2 separate regions of the Arachis hypogaea genome follow, and region 1 is linked to region 2. Evidence: chromatin contacts called from public Hi-C data. All regions are on one chromosome and are shown on one strand. The core of a region is the stretch at or near the end of the contact, and the rest is flanking DNA. Distances in the headings are between cores, read along the strand shown.

Region 1 (6,804 bases), core at 1,351-3,850, 200 kb after region 2:
CCATTAGAAAACCAAGTCTGCCAAGCCTTTGTTCCCCAAAGAAGCCACCAACATATGAACCAAACAAAGAGCCACCTTCCCTAATTGCACCCTGATAGAGAGAGAATCACGATGGTTCGGAGATTTAGCAAAACAATTTCTACGTTGATAGCATAGTCCAAACCAACAAATAATCCTCTCAATCAAAGTTTAATTTTCAAATCAATGATTAACCAAGATTGAGAGTAATTCAACCTCGGGTCGTCTTCCCTTGGGATGCAATTGAAAGTGTTACGCTCTTGGTTGTGAGGACAAAAGGGATTTTTGGAATCAAAGAATAAAAAGATTAAAAGAACTAAGCAATAAAAGAACTAAGAAATGATCAAAATTGAAATCAATGCAATTAAGAAGGAAACAAGATCAAAACTAGTGAAAATGCTAAGATATGCATAAAAGAGCCTTGACTTGGGAATGAGGATCCAAGGAATCCTATCATCGCCATAACCACAACTATGGCAACTATGATGAGTCAATCTCGCTTAGTTAACCCCTAACATCGAGGAATAAGTCAAGCAAGCATAATTGACCTTAATCCATAAGTCCTAACTAACTTACCAAACTAGTTGATAAAAAGCTAGCGTCAATGGAAACAAGAGTCAACTAACTACCCAAGAATTACCACTAAATGTTGGACATTATGACTCTAGTATCCTAGGAACTCAAATCCCAAGCCAAGGTGTGAAAATCTACTCAAAACTCATAATTAGCATTTTCACAAACACCTTGAGGGCATAAAACCAAAACATGGAAAATTGCAAGGACAAGTAAGAGCTATAACCAAAATATTCACAATATCAACAATTAACATTCAATCAAACATAAAGGAAGCATAAAACATTAAATTCATCTATCAAAATTCCAAAAAACCAAAATTGCATATATAAACAAAGTATCTTGAACCATAAGAAAATAAAAGCAAAAGTGGTGGAATTAAAGAGAAGATTAAGGGTACTTACAATAAAGATTAACAAAATCCAAAATCAAAGCTTTCTATAAAATGCTACAATGGAGATGGAAATGAAACCCTAAGAGAGAAATTCTATACTACTCCTACTCCTACTCCTATGGAAGCTTCCTAATACTAATGAAAACTAAAACTAAACCTAATAAAACCTAATGCTTGCATATGTCTTCAATCCCCCTTGATATAGCACTTCTCATTCAGCATTGAGCCGTCAAAAACTGGGCCAAAGGCCCCCAAAATCGCGGATCACGTGTTTCATTAATGAAACCACGTGCAGGGACCTGTGCGTACGCACACTTTACTGCTTGTTCACCTATGCGCACGCACACTTGTTTATGTGTGCTTTTCCTTATTTTCTTCATGTGTTCTCCCTTGTACATGCTTTCTTCCACTTTTGCCTAGCCAAACTTGCCTAAATGACCTGAAATCACTCACAAAACATATCACGGCATCGAATGGCATGAAAGTGGAATTAAAATAACAAATTCAGGCACAAAAATGTATGTTTTCACATTTATGTCCAAATTAGGGAGAAATCACAAAAGTATGCTATTTTAGTGCCTAAGTGTGAGTTTATGTGATGAAATCCATCCAAATCAAACTAAAATATATCGGAAAATATGGACTCATCACGCCCTCTGCATCACTCCCACCATAATACACTACCTCATAGAAGTCCCATCCAACAGATATCATGGGACCTATTACGCACTGAGCCTTCTGCAAAGCCAACTTCGCTGCCTTTGCGCCTTCTTTTTCAGCATGCTTCTCTGCTAATGACTGTGCCATGCCCTGTGACTTTGTATCGGTTAGTGCAAATTTTATTTGCTTCGTCTTTGCTTTCTCAATATGTGCAGCTCTTAAGCTGTGAAAATACAGCTTCGTACTTTCCTTCACACTGCATGCTAGACTTTCATATCCCATGTCAAAGCAATTCCACATTGTAAAATTTTCACTCTTGGATGTTGCATTATTAGGAACAAGCTTCCCGCATTTCTCATCTTGAAAATATAATGAAATTAAAAACTATTATTTGAGATTGTTATAAATTAGAATGTTTCCATGTTGGAAAAACACTCCACGTCATCAATAATTTTTATACCTCATTTTAATAATTATTAAAATATGCATCTCTCTTAAGAAAAACTTAGAAAGAAATGAAAACAACCACATGCTAATTCATTGAGCCCTAAACATGTTATTCAGAATGTAAATCAAGCTTAGGAACAATCATAAAAACATAGAACAAATAATGTAAACATAGAAACCATACAAAACAATACAAAAACAAGTACAAGGCACGAGAAGAGAAGACCACCCATAAATCACGAAAATGCCTAAACCCATAAACGAGAAGAAAACTTCAAACACACAAGAGAAGAGAAGACAAGAGAGAGCATCAAAGAGGAGAAGAAGATACAGATGTGAATATGCAACTTACCTGTCCAATCTCTAGCTACCAAATATAATACTAAGTCCCAGTCTCCCAGTCTTGGTCTCAGTACCTCAAAACAAATGCTACCTAAGCGACTGGAGGCATGTATTAAAAGTCTATTAGGTCGTGTGTTTGTTGATAAGGTGTTTCCAATAGGAACCATTGACAATGCATTGAAGGCTATCTGGGGGAGGCTAGATGGATTTAGATCAATGAAGTTAGGATCAAACTAATTCCAACTCTTCTTTGAGAACGAGTTAGATGTCCTTAGAATTGAAAATGGATCTCCATGGCTCTATAAGGATTATGTTTTACATGTTCAAAAGTGGACATATGCTAACTCTCAAGACTACGAGGGAATTAGTTTTTTCCCATTTCTGGGGGATTCCAGAAAAATTCAAGACTGCTGAAGTTGGTTGTAAATTGAGTGAGAAAATTGGTGAGATTATTGATAATATCTTTTTCTCCATCAGAGAAAAAGAATCCAGAATCCTTAAATCTAGAGTTTTGATTAATAGTGAGAAAAATGTGAAAGACTCGATTCGGATGGCTGCTCTAGGAGGTAAGGTGCTGGAAATTTGATTGGGATATGAGCGTATTAAGATCTTCTGCACCTATTGTGCTCACCTTGGACATCATTCAAAGAATTATCAAATCTTCATGTCAAACTCTGCTTCAGGTGATATTAAAGTGGAAAGCATTGGCGACTGGGTCAAGACTGATTAGATAGGGAAAAGAATTGACAATGACGGTAGTGATAATGCCAGCAATTTTAGCAACCAATAATCTAAGCCTTCACAACCAAGGAAAAAACCTGCCTCTTCTTAGTTGTTTGAAAGCTTCTCTAAGCTGAATTTGAAGGATGAAAGGAACGAAGCCCCAACAAGGAGTGTAGAGTCCCCCAGCCGAATTTCAAAGTTAGCTTGGTAGTCAATGAAAAAATCTTGTTCTCCTATTATGTTAGAAGATATCATAGGCTTTATGAATAAAATCCAAGAAGATAATCAAATGACAGCAAAAAGTTAGCAGCAAAAAACTACATCTAAAACAGATGGCAAGATAGAGTCATAATTCGCTTAACCAATTAGGTGGGACAAAGCGAAGAGTCTCTAATAAAGAAAATGAGCTTGTGTACAAGATGCAAGTTGAACAAGAGCTAATTGCTGAAAAGAGGGTGGAGGATGCTAGCCGGTAAATGGCACCCAAAGACCCATTAAAGCATAGTTGTCAGAACCGAACCGGTGATCGAACCGGTTAGGTCACTGGGTCACTGGGTCACTGGTTCAACCGTTGGGTTACTGGTTGAACCGGTTGACCCGGTCTTATGTAAATAAAAAATAAAAAATAGTCAAAAGTTTAAAATTAAAATTTAAAATACATATTTTTACTAACATTTTAAAATATCAAATTATTTTAAAACAATATGGAATATGAACAATAAATATTTTATTATTTTTACTCTATCATAAATATTTTTATTTTGTTTTTATATTAAAATAACTATTATTTTTAAATTTTAATAATTTATTAATTAGTTTATATCTTTTATACTATTATATACTACAAGTATTTATTAAAAAATAATATTAATAGATATTAAATAATTATAAAAAAATAAGTGAGTTTATAATTATTGTTAAATAAAAATATAATTAATTTAAGAATGAGTGAGTTTATAATTAAAATTAAAATAAATTAAATAAAAGTAAACTTTTTGATGGAAGATATTTATATCTATTATAATTTGCATTAATTTAAATAGAAAACATAGTGGTCTGGTGGTTGGCGAGCCTTTTGGTTTCCTTGAGGGTAGGGGTTTGAACCTTACCTCAAGCATTTTGGAAATATTTTCTCCTAAACGGTTCGGTCGGACCGCCTCACCGAGTTTGACCGGTTCGCATCGGTTCAAACTAAGTTTGACCGGTTTGTACCGGTTCAATTTCTTACACGGTTCAAATACCGGACCGGACCGGTATAAGGTTCGGTTCACTGGTTTTCCAGTCGAACCGGCCGGTCCAGTCCGATTTTTACAACTATGCATTAGAGTGTTATCATGGAATTGACAGATTTTAAAGAGACCCCTTCACAACGTTAAAGGGATTGTTGAATCTCACTCTTTCGAGTTGGTTTTTCTTTACGAAACAAAAAACCAATCTCAACACATGGAAATGAAATTCAAGGCTTGTGGCTACTCTAATTGGCAAATTGTTGATCCTTTAAGTAATGCGGGTGGACTTGCGTTGGCATGCAAGGATGGTTTTGTTGTTCAGATTATCAGTTATTCTGAGTTCTATATTGCTGCCTTGAAAAAAGATGTTCCTTTCAACATTGAATGGAACTTTGTAGGTATTCATTTAAACTGCAATGATAGTATTCAGCTATCCTGGTTCCAAGAAATCTCTTTGGTGCTCTCCCAACTCCAAAGTAAATCAGTTATTGTTGGTGATTTCAGTTTTATTGTTGATCAAGGTAAGAAATTTGGTGGTAATTCTAGTTCTCATTTTTCTATTGTTACCTTTAATTACTTTATTGGAGATAACACATTGATTGATTTGGGAATGGTAGGTAGACCATTACTTGGAATAGCAAGCGTAGGAAAGGTGAACTAATTCAGAAAAGACTTAACAAAGTGCTTATTGATGAACCTTGGTTCCAATTATACTCTCAACCTACGGTCTTTGGACTATCAGGTTCTGATCACACCCCCTCCTTTTGGACACTAACTACCAATCAAAAATATCAAAGAGGAGATTAAAGTTTCAATCCTACTGGTGTGATGAAGAACAAATTAGTAACTTCATCTGCAAGGCCCAAAACTCAGATATAGAAGGTTCAGTGATGTTTAGATTATTTCAGAATATTAAACTGGTTAGACACCGATTGGTTCTCTAACAAAAGAATAGCTCTACTAATTCTAAAAAAGAGATTGTAGAAGTTACTGCTCTCCTAGAATAAAAATAGGCGTCTGGCATCATATATAGGAGGCACTGGATTACTTGAGCTTGAACAGCAACTTGAAAAAGTATTTTTGTACGAAAAACTTTACTGGAAAGACAAATCTAGAACCAAACGGCTGAAAGAAGGAGACCAAAATACTAACTTCTTCCATTAAAAATTTAAATCTAGAACCAGAAGAAATAAGATATGGCATATGCAGAGAGATAAAGCAACAACTAATGCTAATATTGTTAGGGTGACTGTGGGCTACTTTAAGAGTCGTCTTCCAATTAGGTGGATCATGAGCCTTTTGTCACAGACTTTGAGCCTAAGGTTACAGCTAACATGAACCGTAGGCTTAGAAGATCTGTTTCTATGGATAAAGTGGACTTTTAGTATCCACCGTCAGAGTACACGGGGAGAGGACGGTATAATGGTTGAACTTTTCAAATTCTACCGGGATATAGTGGGAGAAGACGTGTTCCAGACTGTAAGAAGTTTTTTATTAGAGGTGGAATTTTAAATAACTTTAACCACACCAATATCTGCCTAGTGCCAAAGGTACCAGATGCGAGCAATATGACTTAAGTAAGGCCTTTCAATTTGTCCTCTATTGTCTATAAAATCATTTCAAAGGTGCTAGTCCACAAACTCCAAGGGTGTATGGTCAAGATGATAACCCCTGCTCAGACTGCATTCCCAAAAGATAAGCGTGTTTCTGATAGCATTCTTATAGCACACGAATGTATGCACTACCTTAGCCACAAAAGCAGGCTTGGAATACGAAATGACGCTGAAACTTGATGTGAGTAAAGCCTACGACAGAGTGGAATGAAATTTTCTATGGTATATTATGAGGTAGTTGAGCTTTAAATCGACATTCATTCATTGGATTCCCCAATTGATGATAGCTGTTTCTTATTTTATTGTTATGAAAGGTCAACTCTATGATTTTTTAGACCAAATAGAGGCATCTGTCAAGGCGATCGTCTTTTGTGCAGACGGACTTTTCTTCTTGCTACACAAAACAGAGCAAAACAGTCTCATTTAAAAAATTCAGACAAACAGAAGATGTCCAATCATAAATTACTTGCCAGTTACTAATGGTTTTTATTTTGTTCGATAAAGTCTCAAAAGATAGTTGTGCCTCTTTTCTAGAATTATTAGATTCTTATGAGAGCTTCAGTTTTTCAGTAATAACACTGCAGGGTAGATTAAAACTTCTCTAGTAGCCCAACTGAATATTTCTCACATAGGTGCACAGAATAAATGGTTGGGCTTGCTTGTTGTTGTCAACCGCTTTAAAAAAGCCACCTTCGTCTCAATCCAAGATAAGGTTCTCAAAAAGACACGAGGATGAAAAAAGCGCTCGTCAGTTAATGGAGGAACATAGATATTACTACGAGCAGTTAGTGAAGCCATACCAATC
Region 2 (7,080 bases), core at 3,000-5,499:
GGTCGGCAGGATAAAATGACGAAGTAGAAGTCGGTATAAAGAGGTTATAAAAGCAGATCATGATAACTCGGAAGTGTTACGACTAACAAGTCAGAAAAATCGAGAAAACTTGAAGTGCATCACGAAAATAACCTAAGTTATGAACAATTCAGATAGAAAAATTTGAATTCATAAGCAATACGAAAAGAGAAAAAAGGAAAATCATCAAAAATCAAAAGCAGAAGCTGGCTCAAGTCTTTGGAAAACCTAAGACAATGTAGACGAAGCACAGCCTGCCCAGATAAAAGGTTTTTCCAAAAACAAAAAGATCAAAAGGGTTTTTTATAAAAAACCTAACAGGGAAAAATTGCGGAAAGCATGTACACGGCAATTAAACTTAAAGCCCCTTATCCAAAAAGGGGAACAGGAATTAAAGCATTTTTTGTTAATGGCCATAAAAGGCCAATAAAAGTCAGGAGCAATCACCACAGAAATAATAACTTGTTCAAAGGGGCCCACAAGCCAGGCCCCAAATAGCTCAAATTAAGTAAAAGAAGGAAAATGAAGGGTCATCAGAAGGAAGAGAGGTCGGATCAGCAGCAGGGGAGGACGGAGCAGTCTCTTCAGCGGCAGGAGTCGGAACACCTGAAGACGTCGGCTGAGATCCCTCTCGTTGATCCTCACGAGGAGGAGATTCTTCATGTCATTGCATACGGGTCTTCAGCTCAGAATCCGTCTCAGGTCGGGGAGGAGAAACGATAGCCCCATTCACAACAATCTTATCAAGATCAAGAAGAGAAAGGTCCAGGCCAGGAGCAATAACTCCGACCTGTTCCTTAAAGATCCTCCAGGCCTCCTCCGAGCTCTCCGCTACGTAGTCCTCCAAATCCTGATAAGTCTCCTGACCTTTCTCCAACTCCCGCTGAAGGTCAATGTTGTCAGTAAAGATCCTGATGTAATTCTGCTCTGCCTTTTTCTTCAGGCCCTCCGCCATGGCACACTGGGCCATCAACTTCTTCTCCCTCTCCTGAAGTTGGGACCTATCCTCCTTCAAGCTAGCAACTTCCTCCAAAAGCCTCTTCTCTTCCTCTTGATAAAGAAAAATCCTCCCCACCAGCTTTTCAACTTTTTTGGTAGAACCTAAAGAGCTAAGGGGAGTATTCTCAAAAATATCAAGAAGTTTTGTGCATACCCCAGTAGCCCGAACACTCCCCTGAACCAGGATATTAAGATGGTTTCGAATGAAAGCATCATCCATATTAATATGAGTATAGGAAAAGATGTGATTCCGAACGAATTGGGGACCATCAAAATCCCTGGAAGAAGCACCTGACCCTGAAGTCTTGCAATTTTTCCTCTCAGGTTCAGGGGAAGCTCGGGCAGGAAGGGTAAAAGAAGGAAGAGAAGAGGCAGAAGTAGAAGTTACCATAATTGGGCGAGAAGAGGTCTCCAAATCATGAGGGGGAGGAGGAGGAGGAGGGGAAAGAGTGCCGGCAGCCCTCGCGGCATCAACCCGTGCCCGCAACCTTCTTTTAGCATCCTGAACCTTCTGGTAAGAAGCACTGGAACCTTTCTTCACTATCTCTGAAAAGAAGAAAACAAAAGAGTTAGACTACCACAAGTCAGAAACAACTAATCGGAAGACTACAAGTCGGGAACTATCGAAAGCAACAATAAAGCTACCTAATTGGGTCCGTACAAAATTCGGAGACCCCTGAAGAAACCTTTTTGTATCCAAATAAGGGGCTCTTCCCCAAACTTCTCGGAAGAACCCCACAACAGCTTCCTCAACCTCATCCAAGTCATCCAGGCCGTATTTCTCCACAGGAGAGGTCTCCAACCAGTATAGAGAAAAGCGGGGAGAATAATTTTCATCAAGAAAGAAGGGATGGTGACCCTTCACTGTTAGGACTTTAAAAAAGAAGTTCTTAAAATCGTAAAAAGACTCATCAAAGATGGAAAAAACTTTCCGACCTTGAATGGCCCAGAAAGAGATCCAATGTTGCTTATTATTTTGTCCATTGAAGGGTTTGGTCATATGGAAGAGATAGAAAAAGATCCTCAAAGACGTCGGAAAATCCAGCTCTCGATTAACAAGCTGGTAAATTTTCATAAAACCCCAAGAATTGGGGTGAAGTTGGGTAGGAACAACTCGGCAGTGGTTCAAAACCTCTACCTCAAAGTCAGAAAAAGGCAAAAAAAACCCCAGGCGAGTAAAAAGACTCTCGTACAAAAAAAAAAAAGAAATGAGGATCAGCGTCAGCAGCCTTCCCAAAACAAACCTGATCCTCAGGACCCGGAGTAATCAACTCGTACTTGGGTTCATCCTCATCAAGAACACAAATCCTATGATGGGTGCGGAGGTCGGTGATGTAGTCTGTATCTACTAAGGGTTCCTCCCCAAGAACGGTAATCTACCTATTCAGAAACTTGAGAAGACATCTTTTTCGGTAAAAAAATAGATGAAAAGGCGACGAGACCTACAAAGAAAAATGGGAAAGGGTCATACTTAGGACCTCTAAAAAGACTAAACAACTTCTCTCAAGTGCAAGTAAACAATGACGACTAAACCAACGTATTCACTAAACAGCATACAGAAATCCCTTCTAAACACGCAGAAGGTATCAAGCGTAAATGATAAAAGGAGAAAGATAGAGAACTAACCTTTGTTGATGAACGCGAAGAGGAACAGAGGCAACAACAGTCACAGCAAGGAGGAAGGCTAGAAAAGCTTTCTCTTTGAGAAAATAAGGGTTCGAAGTAAGAAATTTCAGACAACGAAAGAGACAGAAGAAATAGAGGGAAAAGTATTTATAAATACACCAGGGGCAGAACAGTAAAACGAGGCTATCATTTAAGATACGCGCCGTTACCAATGTAGCTGCTCCCCATGTGTAAATACGAAACCCTTAACGGACGCGACGTTTAATTAGACGCGACTGTTAGAAATTTTTAAATCACGTCGGTTTTTAAAATCACGTCGGTTTCTGCATCACGTCGGCTACAAGTCCGTGTTCAAATACTCGAATCCAACTCGTAAAAGAGATCGAACTCGAGTAGGGGCACTGTTCATACTCTGACCCAACACTAAGGCCCAGGCCCAAATCAGCCGAAAAGGCCCAATCCAAAGATTGGCCTTCGCTACTCACCGACCTCCTCGGAAGAGGTTGGATTCAACACACACTCCACTCTAAGGAAGTCGGGGTCGAAGGTTAGCTGGCAGATAACCCTTATTCAAATAAGCAACTGCCCCTAAAATCTCTCAACCCACTTCTAGGAGCCATATCTCAACTTTCCTAAGATAAAGGGAGAGTTATCCACCTTAAAAGGTGGAACTACTCCAACGGTGGTTATTGGTTCACCAATATAAATACACTGACACCCCTCAGGTATCTCTAAGTTTCAATACTCTCTAAACCTGCTAAAACCCTTTGCTAACTTAGGCATCGGAGTGTCTTTGCAGGTACCACCCCCCATTCTTCCACATACACAAGTCGGACGGTAGCTCCCAGACGTGAATCCAATCGGAGGTCCTCTCCTCCAAACGTTTGGGCCAATCTTATCAGTCCAATCCATTAATCTCCGATTACCCACTGTAACAGGATATAATTTGATAAGATTAAACTGACGTTGTATTATTCATAGTTGTTAAAATCGAACCAAACCGATCAGTTTAACCAAAAAATTAATGACCGAATTTTAAATTGGTTCGATCCAGCATTCTAATCGTTTAAAGAAGAAAATAGATTATACCGGACAAAACTAATGTGAATTGGTCAGAATCACAAGTTAACAATTAACAAAAAAAATTCCTCATTAAATTTGAACTTGAATCTTTTTATATGTGCAATACTTAGCTGCTACTAGGCCAAGTTATTTTTTGTTACATTTGTCTTTATTTATATATATATAAATTATATTTTTAAATTTATATATATTAATTATAATTTAAACGGTTTAACTTGTAATCTATCAACTAAATTAATAAATCGATAGCATGATCGGTCACGGACAACTATGGTATTGATTCCTACCCACATCAAACGACAACGTTGAACTACTTGGGTTTGCCCAAGCCCAATTTAATAATGGGGTTTTAAAATGGGCTTGATTTGAGAAATTGTAAAATGCCGAAGCATGAAAAAAAAATAAAAAAGAGAAGTCCCTTTCATTTGAATTTGGAAAGTAAACATCACCCTCTATGTGTGGCTTATTCTAACTTGATCACATTTTCCTTAAGCTTTTGCCTTGCATCGCTCTCTTCCTATGCTCTTAAGCTACTCAATATTCATATCAAAGTTAAATTAATATCACTATCCACCACCAGCTATATATATATAACTTGTGCTTGTTCCACTAAAATCCGTACCATTACACACTAACAAAACACAAAGCAAACATTTACACCTATTGTTTAGGGTTTGACTTGTTTAATTCCCTCGTATGATGATATCTAAAATGAGAACCAATTTTCACTCACTTCCTCTTCTATTGTTTGCCCTTTACCTTCTATGGGGGAAATGTAGATCAGATCCTGATCCACTTCAAGATTATTGTGTTGCCAATAACAAGAACAATTTTTTCATCAATGGGGTTCCTTGTATTAACCCTAAAGAAGTTTCGGCATCCGATTTTGCCACGTCAGCATTATCCAAACCAGGTAACACAAGCAACACATTTGGGTTTGCAGTTACCCCCACCAACACAGTAAACCTTCCCGGGCTCAACACATTGGGCCTTGTGTTGGTCCGGGTCGACATCGAGGCCGACGGGGTAATTCCACCTCACTCGCACCCGCGGGCCTCGGAAGTCACAACTTGCCTAAAGGGCCAGCTTCTAGTGGGATTTATAGACACATCTAGCCGTGTGTTCACTCAAAACCTAAGGCCCGGTGAGTCATTTGTGTTCCCAAAGGGCCTGATTCATTTCCTTTACAATAGAGATTCTAAGGAACCGGTTCTTGCTTTGTCTGGTCTCAATAGCCAGAACCCTGGTGCACAAGTTGCATCCGTTGCAACATTTGCTAGCAAGCCTCCAATTCTTAATGCAATTCTTGCCAAGGCATTTCAGATTAGTGCACAAGAAGTAGAAATAATACGTCAGAAACTTGAAGGGTGATTCATTGTGAGTGTTCATGATGTTTGCTGCAGGAGAATTCAATCATGCTTACCAATATTATTTCCTATTTTGTTATTGCTAAATCTCAACGTGTTAAATAAATTTTTTGTTCCAGTAAAACCGGTAATTTGTGGTTTTAGTCTCTTTGTAATTTTTTTTTTATTTTGATCCTAATATTTTTAAAGGTGAGTAACCAGTTTTACAGCCTTTTTCTCACTTTTGAAAATATTTGGAACGAAGAAATAAGAAAATCTAATAGAGACAAAACTATTAATCATCAATATTATTACATGGATAAAATTTTATTTGAAATAAGATTAAATCAACGTTTGCAACCATACGGTAGATGGGATCCTAGGGAGAAGGTGGGATGATGATGTTAGATTTGCATATTTAAAACGAAGAGGAAAAGAGACATACAAACTGTCATGTTACATTACTCAAAGTAAAATCAGGTGGTTGATCAGAGTCTTGTGTTTAATATTATTATTGAGTGGAGTGAATTAGTGTGTTTGTCCATTTCTTCCCAGTCTTTTTATTGGGTTGTTGCCATTTTTAATTTGGTATCCAAATATGCTACAATTGTGTTTGCTATTTATTTTTAGCATACTTGCCTTCAAAAAATTATTTTTATGCTACTTTTATGATAATAGCCAATAGGTAATTAAGTTAAATAATAATAATAATAATAATAATAATAATGTATATGCATGAGGGCTTTAGCCGTTACAAATTAAAAAAAATAATATATGTGCATGCAAATTAATCTTGTTTAATAGAAAACTTAATCAGCAGGAACTTTCGTGTTAGGATGATACAAAATTGAATAATAATTTGTATGATAGTATCTTTTGTCTTGTGGTAAATTTAACCCTCTCTATATTATGTGGACATAGTGGTTCAAAAAATAAAATAAGATAGGAAATAATGCAATGGCAGCATGTTTGGTACTGGGAATCTCAAATAGTATTTATTCTATAAATTCTAATTCCATAAGCAAGAATGCGAAAATTCAATTGAAAACTGACATGAAAACGGTAGCATTTCATGTGGTCAACTTTGGTAAGCCAGAACAAGAAGCCATGACTTCTCATTGGAACAGCTGGCAGCGGCACACGAATATATATATATATATATATATAGGAAGAAGTGAAAAAAAGGAAAATTTTTAAAATTAAGAATCAGAATTGCATAATCCATATGCTAAGCTAAAGCATTAATTAGAAAAAACTATTACTATTATTGTTCCAAACTTGCCATCCTTATACGAATTGCATAAAGATAAATATTAAATAGAATTTTCTTGATGAGCATGCTTCAAGAGAGGACGCGTGTTGGAGAAAATTGCTTTAAGTCAAGATATGAAATTCGCAATGATTTAACATTTTTTGCTAAGTATACCTTTCTGTTAACACGAGACTTATGCATATATCAGACATGTTTCGTTATTAGGTGTGACAAATGAAAATTAAACAGCACGGAGGTGTTTTCAGAGTTTCCTAGAGGCAGAGGGAACTATTGTGATTTGTGATTGAGAGCACCAATAAACATTTTATGACTGATAGGTAGAGATGGCTACATTACATATTTTTCTTTTCTTTTTTCACTTTATTGTTTTGCCTTGGCTTTAAATCATAGTGAATCCGTGATCACTTCAATCATTAACCTGATAACTAGCAATGTGTCATCACTCATCACAGTTCACAAATCACAATCACCTTTTTTTTTTGTCATTTCCCCCCTTTTTTTTTCTTCTTCCTCTATAAACCCAGGCACAAACATGCATAAGAGGAAATCATTTTGATAATATAAATAAATCACATTCTGGGTCCCATTCGGATAATTTATATAGTTAATTAATTAAATTATGAGTTAAAATTAATTATAACGTCTAGTATTACTTTATCAGATTAACACAAATTCTGATTTTCATGGTTATATTTATTGAGTTAAGCATAGATAGATAGATAGATAGATAGATAG

The links. A called contact is a pair of places that touch in the nucleus more often than the background predicts.
Region 1: a contact with region 2 is called in a Hi-C map of leaf, with 2.6 times the contacts expected there. The contact joins the promoter of LOC112748223 here to the promoter of LOC112750106 in region 2. A contact is called at or near these places in 2 of 8 Hi-C or Micro-C datasets (both in leaf).

The regions. Positions count from the first base shown.
Region 1 is chr15:30,763,128-30,769,931 of arahy.Tifrunner.gnm2.J5K5, forward strand. LOC112748223 reads right to left here and starts at 2,601. Exons shown (of 4, transcript XM_025796436.1): 1 at 2,445-2,601; 2 at 1,639-2,004; 3 at 1,138-1,152; 4 at 1-75. The coding sequence starts at 2,601.
Region 2 is chr15:30,564,983-30,572,062 of arahy.Tifrunner.gnm2.J5K5, forward strand. It overlaps LOC112750106 (germin-like protein subfamily 1 member 1), which reads left to right and starts at 4,250. Exons shown (of 1, transcript XM_025798661.3): 1 at 4,250-5,701. The coding sequence starts at 4,423. The coding sequence ends at 5,097.